Linked DNA regions of Danio rerio: region 1 is linked to region 2. Evidence: chromatin contacts called from public Hi-C data. All regions are on one chromosome and are shown on one strand. The core of a region is the stretch at or near the end of the contact, and the rest is flanking DNA. Distances in the headings are between cores, read along the strand shown.

Evidence for each region. Hi-C and Micro-C count contacts between places; a contact is called where the count stands out from the background.
Region 1: a Hi-C map of embryo shows a contact between it and region 2, with 2.0 times the contacts expected there. The contact joins the promoter of mtfr2 here to the promoter of sgk1 in region 2. A contact is called at or near these places in 4 of 18 Hi-C or Micro-C datasets (caudal fin, embryo, hematopoietic stem cells and 1 more).

What each region holds. Positions count from the first base shown.
Region 1 is chr23:34,853,614-34,858,452 of GRCz12tu, forward strand. It overlaps mtfr2 (mitochondrial fission regulator 2), which reads right to left and starts at 2,386. Exons shown (of 8, transcript NM_001077285.1): 1 at 2,365-2,386; 2 at 1,845-2,041; 3 at 1,656-1,760. The coding sequence starts at 1,916. armc1l (armadillo repeat containing 1, like) reads left to right here and starts at 2,508. Exons shown (of 7, transcript NM_199539.2): 1 at 2,508-2,583; 2 at 3,319-3,484; 3 at 3,788-3,879; 4 at 4,087-4,279; 5 at 4,372-4,488; 6 at 4,590-4,664. The coding sequence starts at 3,332.
Region 2 is chr23:34,586,862-34,591,977 of GRCz12tu, forward strand. sgk1 (serum/glucocorticoid regulated kinase 1) reads right to left here and starts at 1,562. Exons shown (of 10, transcript NM_199212.1): 1 at 1,429-1,562; 2 at 1,225-1,300; 3 at 645-720; 4 at 333-521; 5 at 114-245. The coding sequence starts at 1,510.

The DNA.
Region 1 (4,839 bases), core at 1,136-3,635, 270 kb after region 2:
AAACTCTTATTAACAATTCATACTGAGAGAAACATGCATGTTTTGTACACAAGCGTGCATTAAGCTTGAGTTACAAAAATGAGGTAAATGCAAATGTATACTTCTTATATATTTTTTCTTATTTCATTTATTTATTGAAATGTACAAAACATTATGTAGACTGTAAGAATACAAAAAGTATCAAGACTTTTTTTTTTACAATTAGCCAAAGAAAAAAATAATAAGAACAATAAAACAAATAAAAAAACAACCCACCACCTCACCCATACATGAGGCACAAAAAAAATAATTTAAAATATGATAAAACATTGAATTGAAACAATAACATAAAACAAGAGAACGTTACAACTACAACAACAAAAAAAGACTAGAAAAATTAACAATTATTATACACAATAAACAGTTATTAAAGTCTAACAAAGGGAACTGTGTCAAAAAAGGGCCTCAAACAAAGTCTGCGGGCTTTTGTCTGACAGAATAAAATAAAATATATTTTTTCTGAATTTAAACTAAGCTAAAAAAAAAGCTTTGAGATTAAAAAAATGTAAAGGTCAAGACATGGCAGTTAGATTTGTTCTTGAAAACTAAAATAAATAGTTTTTTCTAAAAATGAAATGAATCTTAAATGAAACAAAATGTAAACATTAGACGACAAAAATGTCTCTGCAACTAACTAAAATAAAATGCTTAAACTAAAGAACTTCAATTGCTAAAAGTTGAAAAATTGAAATAAAAATTAAAAAGCTAAAATCAAAATTTTAAAAATCATCAACAAAATAAACATAACAAAAGTACATATTACACTAGGCCTGTGCGCTAAATCAAAATCGTATTGCAATTTGAAACGTTGCAGTTAGTTAATATCAAGAGGCTGCAAAATAAAATATGTACAGTTAAAGTCAGAATTATATACAAAAATAACGAATACCATCTGAGGTGAAGTGCTTCAAAACCAGTCCGCAATGCTATTAAACATGCTAGACTTTCTGCGATGGTGTCGTGAGACAACGCAGACATGGTATCAGTTGTCATCAACTATGCCATTACACGAGAAGAAACAATAGACTCTTGTCACAAAATTTTTGCCATGACATACAGATTATTGAGCTGAAGCTTGAGTTAAATTAAAATCAGCTTGAATTAAATCATAAACCAAATCACAATCCCAATCTGTCCAAAAAAATAATAAAAAATAGCAATTAGATATTTACCCCAAATCGCACAGCCCTATAATACACTGAACATATACAAACAATAAAACGAAACAAAATAGTGCCAAAATTGGTAAGTGGTAAAGTTGGCTTTATATTCTCACATTCGTTCAGTGACAACTTGCTTCCTATATGGTTTACCATGGTACTTTAAATATATTCAGCCTGAAATCACATGCAAGTATGACTTGAAAACAGCATTAGCTCTATTTATTTGCGTGTGAACAATGTTGTACTTTGATAGTCATTTGCTGCTAATATTATTTCACTATTTAGATTATGTAAATAATACTTTTCTGAAATTATATTATTAAGGAGAATGTTTGAATGTGTTAATATAAAACAAACTTTACCTCAATGAGTAACTACTGTAGTTTTTATTGATAGTATTCTTATATATTATTTTTAGTAGCAGTACAAATTTATTTCTACAGCATAAAATACCTGAAACCGCAACCGAGGGTAAGGAGAAAGAGGAAGATTTGTTCCAATCATTCGGACTAGGCTTCGGTACTGTCCACAGTGTGTACTTTCCCATACTGGAACCAACTGCAACAATACACACAAATGCACTGTTAATAAATTATAACTTTCATTAAATAACTTTTTTTATGTACTTGATTGTCTCTATACCATGTCTGGAGGCACTCCAAAATATTCCAGAACACATTTCAGCAGGTCAACGATGTCCTCCAGCAGAGACATTGACTGTGTGTGTGTATATTTTGCACGCTGGATTTCTGCTGACGGATGAACTAACAACACACAGACACTGCACCAAACTTCTCCACGTGACCAGAGGGATCAAATCAGCTGCATTCCGCTCAACTCTGTAACAAAACCCGCAATATAAAGATTATACATTAATTCTGAAATACTACGATAAAACTAATGACATAAATGCAAGATAATAGTAATCAAATGCAGCGGTAATTACCAGCATCGTCAACTGTCCTACCAATGAGTGCGTACGAAAACACACACACACACACACACACACACACACACACACACACACACGTATCTCAAACATATCCTATAACGTTATTTCACTTTTGGATATGTCTACGTTTCATTTAATCCTACGGTCGTCTTATTAAATGCCGTTTATATTTACGAAGACAATTTGTTTAATTAATGTTATTCACTTTACCTCCTCGCCGTCTCACGCTTCCCGTGCAGGTAAACTCAAATAAAGCTCTTTCTGTGAGGGCGTTTGTGATTGGTCCGGGCGGTGGGGTTGGCTCCAGTAGCCAATCAACTTGAAACATTTAGAAACGATGTCAAAGACGTTAGCCAATTATTTCGTTTGAACAGAAGGAGTGGGAAGTTTCGTATTTGTTTGTGTGTGCTGTTAAAAGTAACGGTAGCGGTGAGTACAGTGACAGTGTAAACTGATAAATTTAATTGTCGTATTAACATACACGAAGGAGTGTTTTGAAAACGATATGTAACAATGTTAACGTGAATAAATATAGATGTTATTTAATTTACAGTAATGTTTGAATAGCAATTTCAACACTTTAGCTGTTTTGCTAACACGCTATTAGCGGTAGTGTTTTGAGCATGTGTGCTATTCGCGTTAGCTTTTCTGAAGTCTCATGTTACCATGTGTGAACAAGGTGTACTTTTAAGGTCTCATTTTTTTCACGTAGTTGTTAATGCCTTATTATTGTCGAAATTTTAAAAGGCTATTATTGTAAACGGTCACGTGATCGAAACGGTTGAAATGTGCACAAAATAAAACAGAAAACATGCATGATACGCCCATAACATAAATACGATATTAAGATAGCATAATAAATAAAACAAATGCTGTGTTTTGTATAGAACAAAACCACAATTCATAAATCACATCTGTCCAATAGGAATGTAGCTTCTAGGTATCAGTAATGATTAAATCACACTGAACAGAGCTAAACTGAACTGAACTGAACTTAAACACTAAAACCTGAACCACACTGTTCCAGTTACTATGACCATTTATGTGAAGCTGCTTTGACACAATCTACATTGTAAAAGCGCTATACAAATAAAGCTGAATTGAATTGAATTGAGTATCAAATGGCCGTCAAATAAATTGTCTTTATATCCTCTGGTGTTTCAGATCTCCACAAAAAATGATGGACGCATTATCAGTCGTGACACAGCTACGGGACTTGGCATCAGAACCACAGAACCGGGAGGTTATTGTTCAGGACCAGGGTTGCCTTCCAGGATTAGTGCTGTTCCTGGACCACAAAGACCCTAAAGTGCTTTTTGCCACCCTTCAGGTACACTCAGACCTGATTTGTCAATTAACAAATCGTCACCTTGGAATTGTAAGTTCTATCTGCGTTCTGATATATTTCGAGATAATGAGCTCTAAAGTTTTTGCATTTCATATAGCAAAACATTTGTTTTGTTTTTTAATAAAACAAAACAAAACAAATCCCATAATGTAAGTAAGTTGTCATTTAATAAGAATATGTGAAAAACTAAATTTTGACAAAAATGTCAGATAGAACTTTATAAATATAAGGTGACGAAATGTTTTTATCTGTATAAATTAGAGTTTTAAAGTGTCTTCTCCTCAGGCCTTGCGGTACTTGGCTGAATCGCCCCGTAACATCAATACAATGAGAAATGAGCTTGGCATGATGGTCAGCCTGGAGTCATTGATAAAGAGGTGTTTTATTTTAAACTAAACACTTTTATCATTAGTAGTTTTTCCATTTATACCTGTAAATGTATAATGAAATCGAGCTTCTTCTATGATGTTCTGGAATTTATCAAATGAACTTTAAATTTTGATATACACTTTGAGCTTTAGTCTAATTATGCACACTGCATCAATGCACAAAATTCATTATCTTCCTTTTTCTATTCCCTCAAGGACCGATTTGACAACTGATATTACAGACCTAGCAAAAGAGGTTCATGATTTGTTAAACGCTCAATCACAGAGGCCGGGTTGTCAGACTCCAGAGCAACAGAAGAAGAAGAAGAACAAACCTCAGTTCTTCATTAACAGCACTAACAAGAAAGCCAAATCAGTTACCCTCCACATACAAGGCTTGGATGGGGCGGTATGTACAAAATGTGAAGCTGTCACGTGCACTTTTGATTGTTTCTTATGTTAGTGCAGATCGTAGACTAAGATGATGTATTGTTTTGACAGGATCAGAGAGGTGTGTGTGAAGAGGCTCTTCTAAGGGTTAAAGGTGTAATCAGCTTCACGTTTCAGATGGCTCTGAAGAGATGCACTGTACGCATTCGTGCTGATCTGCCTACTGAGGTATTACTTTTTTTTTTTAAAGGGAGGAGTTAAATAAGCACAGATGTGGTATTGCGATATGCATGAAAATTGTAAAAGCAAATGTGTTTATTTTTTTCTAGAGTCTGGCCACTGCCATTGCTTCCACAAAAGTGCTTTCGGCTAAGCAGGTTGTAAAAGATGAAAATGGAGAAGAGGTGGGTGCTTCTTTTGCTGATCCAGGGCTCAATAATATGTTGGTCTGGTCTGGTCAAGTCAGATTTTTATATTTTGCCATTTTAATGGTTATCAGTTTTGATTGATATTTGTAATATATGTGCACACACACGTATACACAAACAGATATGGGGGGGATAAAAGATCTACTGAAAA
Region 2 (5,116 bases), core at 312-2,811:
TCATGACAGGATTTCCTTTTTTCTGTCTGCATCTACCTCGCTGTCTCTATTTTCTGTCACTCTCTCTCCTCAATCCTGATTGTTTGTAATGTCTTGCTTATTAAAGTACACACCTCTCCTCCATTGATGTAGTCCAGTACGAAGTAGAGTTTATCAGTGGTCTGGAAAGAGTAATGCAGGCCCACAAGGAATGGATGCTTGACATTCTTCAGTAACACATTGCGCTCTGACATAATGTGTTTCTCCTAAGGGTCAGAGGTTAAGAGGTCATGCATACTTACTGATTGACAAAAAGCTTAAGTGAATAGCTGTGTGCGTGTGTGATCTCATACCTCTTTTTTCTTTAAGATGGCTTTCTTCTGAAGCACCTTCACAGCATAAAACTTCTCATCGCTCCGGTGTCGTGCCAGGAGAACCTTGCCGAAGCTACCCTTTCCGATGACTTTCAGAAAGTCGAAGTCTGATGGTTTGGCGGTGGGGTTTGAGGAAGGGCCGAGGTTGATCTGCTGAGAGGGACTTGGCTGAGGAGCAGAGAGATATCATTGGATTAATAGGATTCAGACATTGTTTTGGAGTGAGATGCAGGCTGCATATAAACATGTTTTCTGCTGCTATAAACACAACATAAACACAAGCAGATTTACCGGAGGGGAAGGGTTGCTGTTCATTAGCTCCACATCTTGTGGTGGTGTCAGGTTTAGGATGGACTGAACCTCAGGACTGCAAGAACAACAAATCAGAGATGCACAGTGAGAAAACAAACGAGGATAAATCTATAAACAAGACAACTGGAAGTTAAAATAAATAAATCAATAAATATAATAATTAAAATAAACAAGAAATACACAGTTTGAATAATAGTTAAAAAAGTTATTTAAAACAATTATTGTTTTAAATAGATGTTTAAATCAAAAAGATGTATAATTGCTTGTTTTTAAATAAATGAGAATAGTTTAAATATAATAAATTATAACTGCATGTTTTAATAAAACAATTTGAATGAAATGACATATCAGTAATAATAATAATATACATGTATTCTATTTATTGTAATTTTATAGCTGAAATACATTTGTAAACATGCAATAAGTTACAAATAATGTGCATGTTTACAAATGTATTTCAAGTATAAAATTACAAAAAAATCGATACAGATATGTTATTTTTACTGATTTGTTCTACATGTGCACAGTTCCTTTCAGCATTTACATTAAACAAACTTACTGCTTGCATGCATAGGAGTTTGCAGAAAGCTTCTGGATGAAGTCATTCAGTCCCATCTTTCTCTGCTTCATAAAAGCTGCACATGAAAGACAAAACAGAGAAAGAAAACCTCCATTTAAAAAGCAGAATCACTTAATATTCTTCCCTTCTCTCACAAAAGTTGGCTCAAAAGATTCCATTCATCTGAAAAAAAACAAAGCGTACCACTCAGATTAGCTACTAGTCCTCTTGTTTTAGAGTAGGTCAAGTCTGGAGCTGAAACGCTCGTCTCCGTTTGGATTGTCATGGCTGTAGTTTTCCACTCTGGGCCCGAGACCAAAACGACACAAAGCGCTACTGAACTCCTACACTACAGTCCCAACTATTTAAAACACCGGAGGAGGAGCGTATGGATCGCGTAATGGGCGTGGCTTGTGTGGTGTTCTCGCACAGGGGGCGTTTCTTGACGCAACTCTCTGTTTGAGGAGGCGTGGCTTTGTGCATGTTCCTCAGCAGAGTCAAGCGTGACGTCTTTGAGGGGCCAACTGTGAGTGAAGGGAACATCAGCTCGTCACGCCCCGACAGTCTGATGTTATGTTACTTAACTTACAGTTGAAAACAAGATCTTGCCGGATCTAATAAGCGCAGGACTGCATGTTCTGTTGAGAGGAACGATCAAAACCAGAGCAAACCTGATCCAAATAGTACTGTACATTTTTTTTTATAAACAAACCTGCTTTGCTCCCTGGAATAGTCATAATACAGACGTCCCAGTCTTGTTGTTAACCAAAGCTACTTCAGAATAAACAGTTCACTACAGCTAGCCTACGAGTGCAGAAGTCAGTAACAATAGATTCCTTTGCAAATTTCTCTTGCTTTGTACCTCACGTTTTCCCCTCAAAGTCCCATTTCAAGCGTTGTGACAGATGACGCATGAATGAGACAAAAGAAAGGGAACTTGAGCCAAACTTGAGGACTCTCTGGAAAAGTACTGACTGGAATAACGCAGAAAGAATCATTCTTTTGTGTCAGATTATTTCAATGAATCAGTTGGACGATTCAATACCTGTGTTGTACCGAGAAACGTACCCTGCCACAAAATGCACACCCTCATAGACTTTCATTTGCACTCTCAGTCTATATTTAAAAAAATCAAAGGTCACAATTGATTAAAACGTAAAATCCTAATTATTTTGATGGATAAAGCAAGGAAGTGAACGCATTTTAAAACGCACTAGTTTTACAAATAAATGTAAAATAATAACATTGACTGTAGTGTAGCCTTTAGGCTTTTTGGTGGGTTTAAAACAGACATTTAGGCTATGCAACACATTTACTTTTACTTCTGTAAGGAAAGGGTTCCATTCATGAAACTCACCTCAGTCACTATCATTATCACAGTCATTATAGTGTCATATAACTCTATTAATATACAATATAACTGATTGGGCAAAACGTAATTAGTAGGACAAAGCTAGCTTATTATAATGAGCAAAATGAAAATGCAATAATCTTAAATTTTGGCCATACATGTGAGAGTTTACAGCAATAATCTACACCACAATGTCACGTAAATACGTTGAATCTCTTTTGAATGGGTGCTCGAATCGAACTGTTCGAAAGAACCGATTCGGGGATTTGAGTCAGACTTCACTTCATTAACTCTGCTCTAAGAGATATCAAACTTCTGCATTCATTCCTTGCCAAACAAAGCATGTTAGGGAATTTACGAAAGATTATGAAATGCCCTATTACACAAAGTTATGCAATGAAAAAACCGCAGACGGTTAATTAACTGTGCCAATCATGAAACTTAATAAGTTAGAATAAAAGCTGAGAACATAAGCCGCAAAAACATTTAAGCTCATAAATGGTTGGGAAGTCTCACAAATAATTTCGACTTAACCACTTATTACCAATAATAATATAAGAAGGTAGGCTATCTCTTTTAAACAGTAGACAGTGGAACTGAGCAGAAAACATTAAAGCTAATAAAAACATTCAAAAACACCAGCTGCTTTCAATGCATTTGCGAGTCTGAATGAACATGAACAAGGTCAATCAAACAACATTTGATTTCATGTGTATTTGTAGCGCAGTTTATGCTATATTTTGCATAAACTACCGTAATGTTTAACAGTTCTTATTATATTCCACGTTTAATACATCGTTATACTATAATTGCTAACAGGTCAGACATATTAATCAACATCAGACGTGTATTGTATTATTTTTCTCAAGAAAAGTACGAACCTTTAAATTCCGCCGAAGTTCTCATTGTGCTGTTAATCCTAGACTAGTCTCTTCTGAAAGCCGAGAGTGACTTTTCATATGTTTGATAAAGGCTGAGCCAAGTGCCCTTATCATCAGACTGTATCAATATAGCCCAGATACAAGTACAGTGTTAAAACCGGGTCACTGCCCGGAAGGTGATGCGCCTATGTCTCCGGTACATAAAAAGCGGACACCTACAGTGGACCGTAATTGTCAAAAAACAATTCCGTACATTTCCGCGAGAGCTTAATTCGGCGAGATTCAACTTACATGTCAGCGGTGAGGTTTTGTCTTTCATAGGGTCAGGGAAGAGAGTAAGGTGCCGCGCACTGGCTTGATGAGGAAGTTTTAAGGTGAAAGAAGAAATTTGTGAGTCCGCCGCATTCCACCGGGCTGATCTGACACCGGAGATCTGTGGGGCGGAGCTTCTCCAGCCCAACAATATGCTGCACTCTGAATGCGGAGCCACGGCTAAATGAACTTGGAAGCTGACCGTGGAAACAAAGCCAGCTGCCTACCTGAATGGGCATCATATGCTCGTGCAACTCAGCTGAGAACAACTGAAGGGTTTTCAGTAAGACTAGAGTCCGGCCCATAGCCAGCCTGGTGTTTATTTTTTCTTAAAAAGTAGACCTTTTTTGCAGTTGTTCGCCTCGTTTTCTATTTAGTTAGGAAGTTTTAATGGGTTGACATTCATTTATTTTATTTTCTGCTTAGTCCCTTTATTGATCTGGGTTCACCACAGTGGAATGAACCGCCAACTTATCCAGCATATGTTATATGCAGTGGATGCCCTTCCAGCTGCAACCCATCACTGAGAAACACCCATACACTCTCAGTCACACTCATACACCACAGCAAATTTAGCCTACCAAATTCACCTGTAGAGCATGTCTTTGAACTGGGAAACCAGAGCACCTGGAGGAAACCCACGCGAACACAGGGAGAACATGCAAACTCCACACAGAAACGGCAACTGACCCGAGGCTCGAACCAGCGACCTTGCTTTCAGGTGACAGTGCTACCCACTGTCCCACCGTGCTGCCGTTTTAGTGACATTTTAGCACTACCTTTTTGATGGACTCGCAGGTTGGATGATCATCATAAGCACACTTTATGATGTATCCAAAACATTTCCTAAAGATTTAGAATCAAGAAATATGAGAATAATACTTGTTTTTTTAAATACAAATTTAGTACATTATATTTCATTAGAAAATAAAAATATGAATCTGTTAAAGTTTTCAATTAAAAACTAGCATATTGTCATTTGAATAGCACTAATTTAAATAACTAACTGGCCAGCACATTTAATTTTCCTTAGTGACACTGATGTGACAGTCAAAAGAGTATTATGCTCGGTGTCAAAGCCTTCTTCGATGGGTTATTTTCACAATTTATTATGACATAGCAGTCAAAATGGGACAAATTAGAATGGCCTTTAAGAATTGCTAAAACTAAAATTATCCCACACAGTATCAAGTCAGGGGCTATTTGTCACACTGTATAAGATAAGCTGACAAAATGAAAATGCAAACGTTTATTTAAAGGTGTACATAATGAAAATGTGGAAATGCATTAATAAAAAAGGTCAGTACATCGAAAGGCATACCATGAGCTTCAAACACCATTGTTAGAT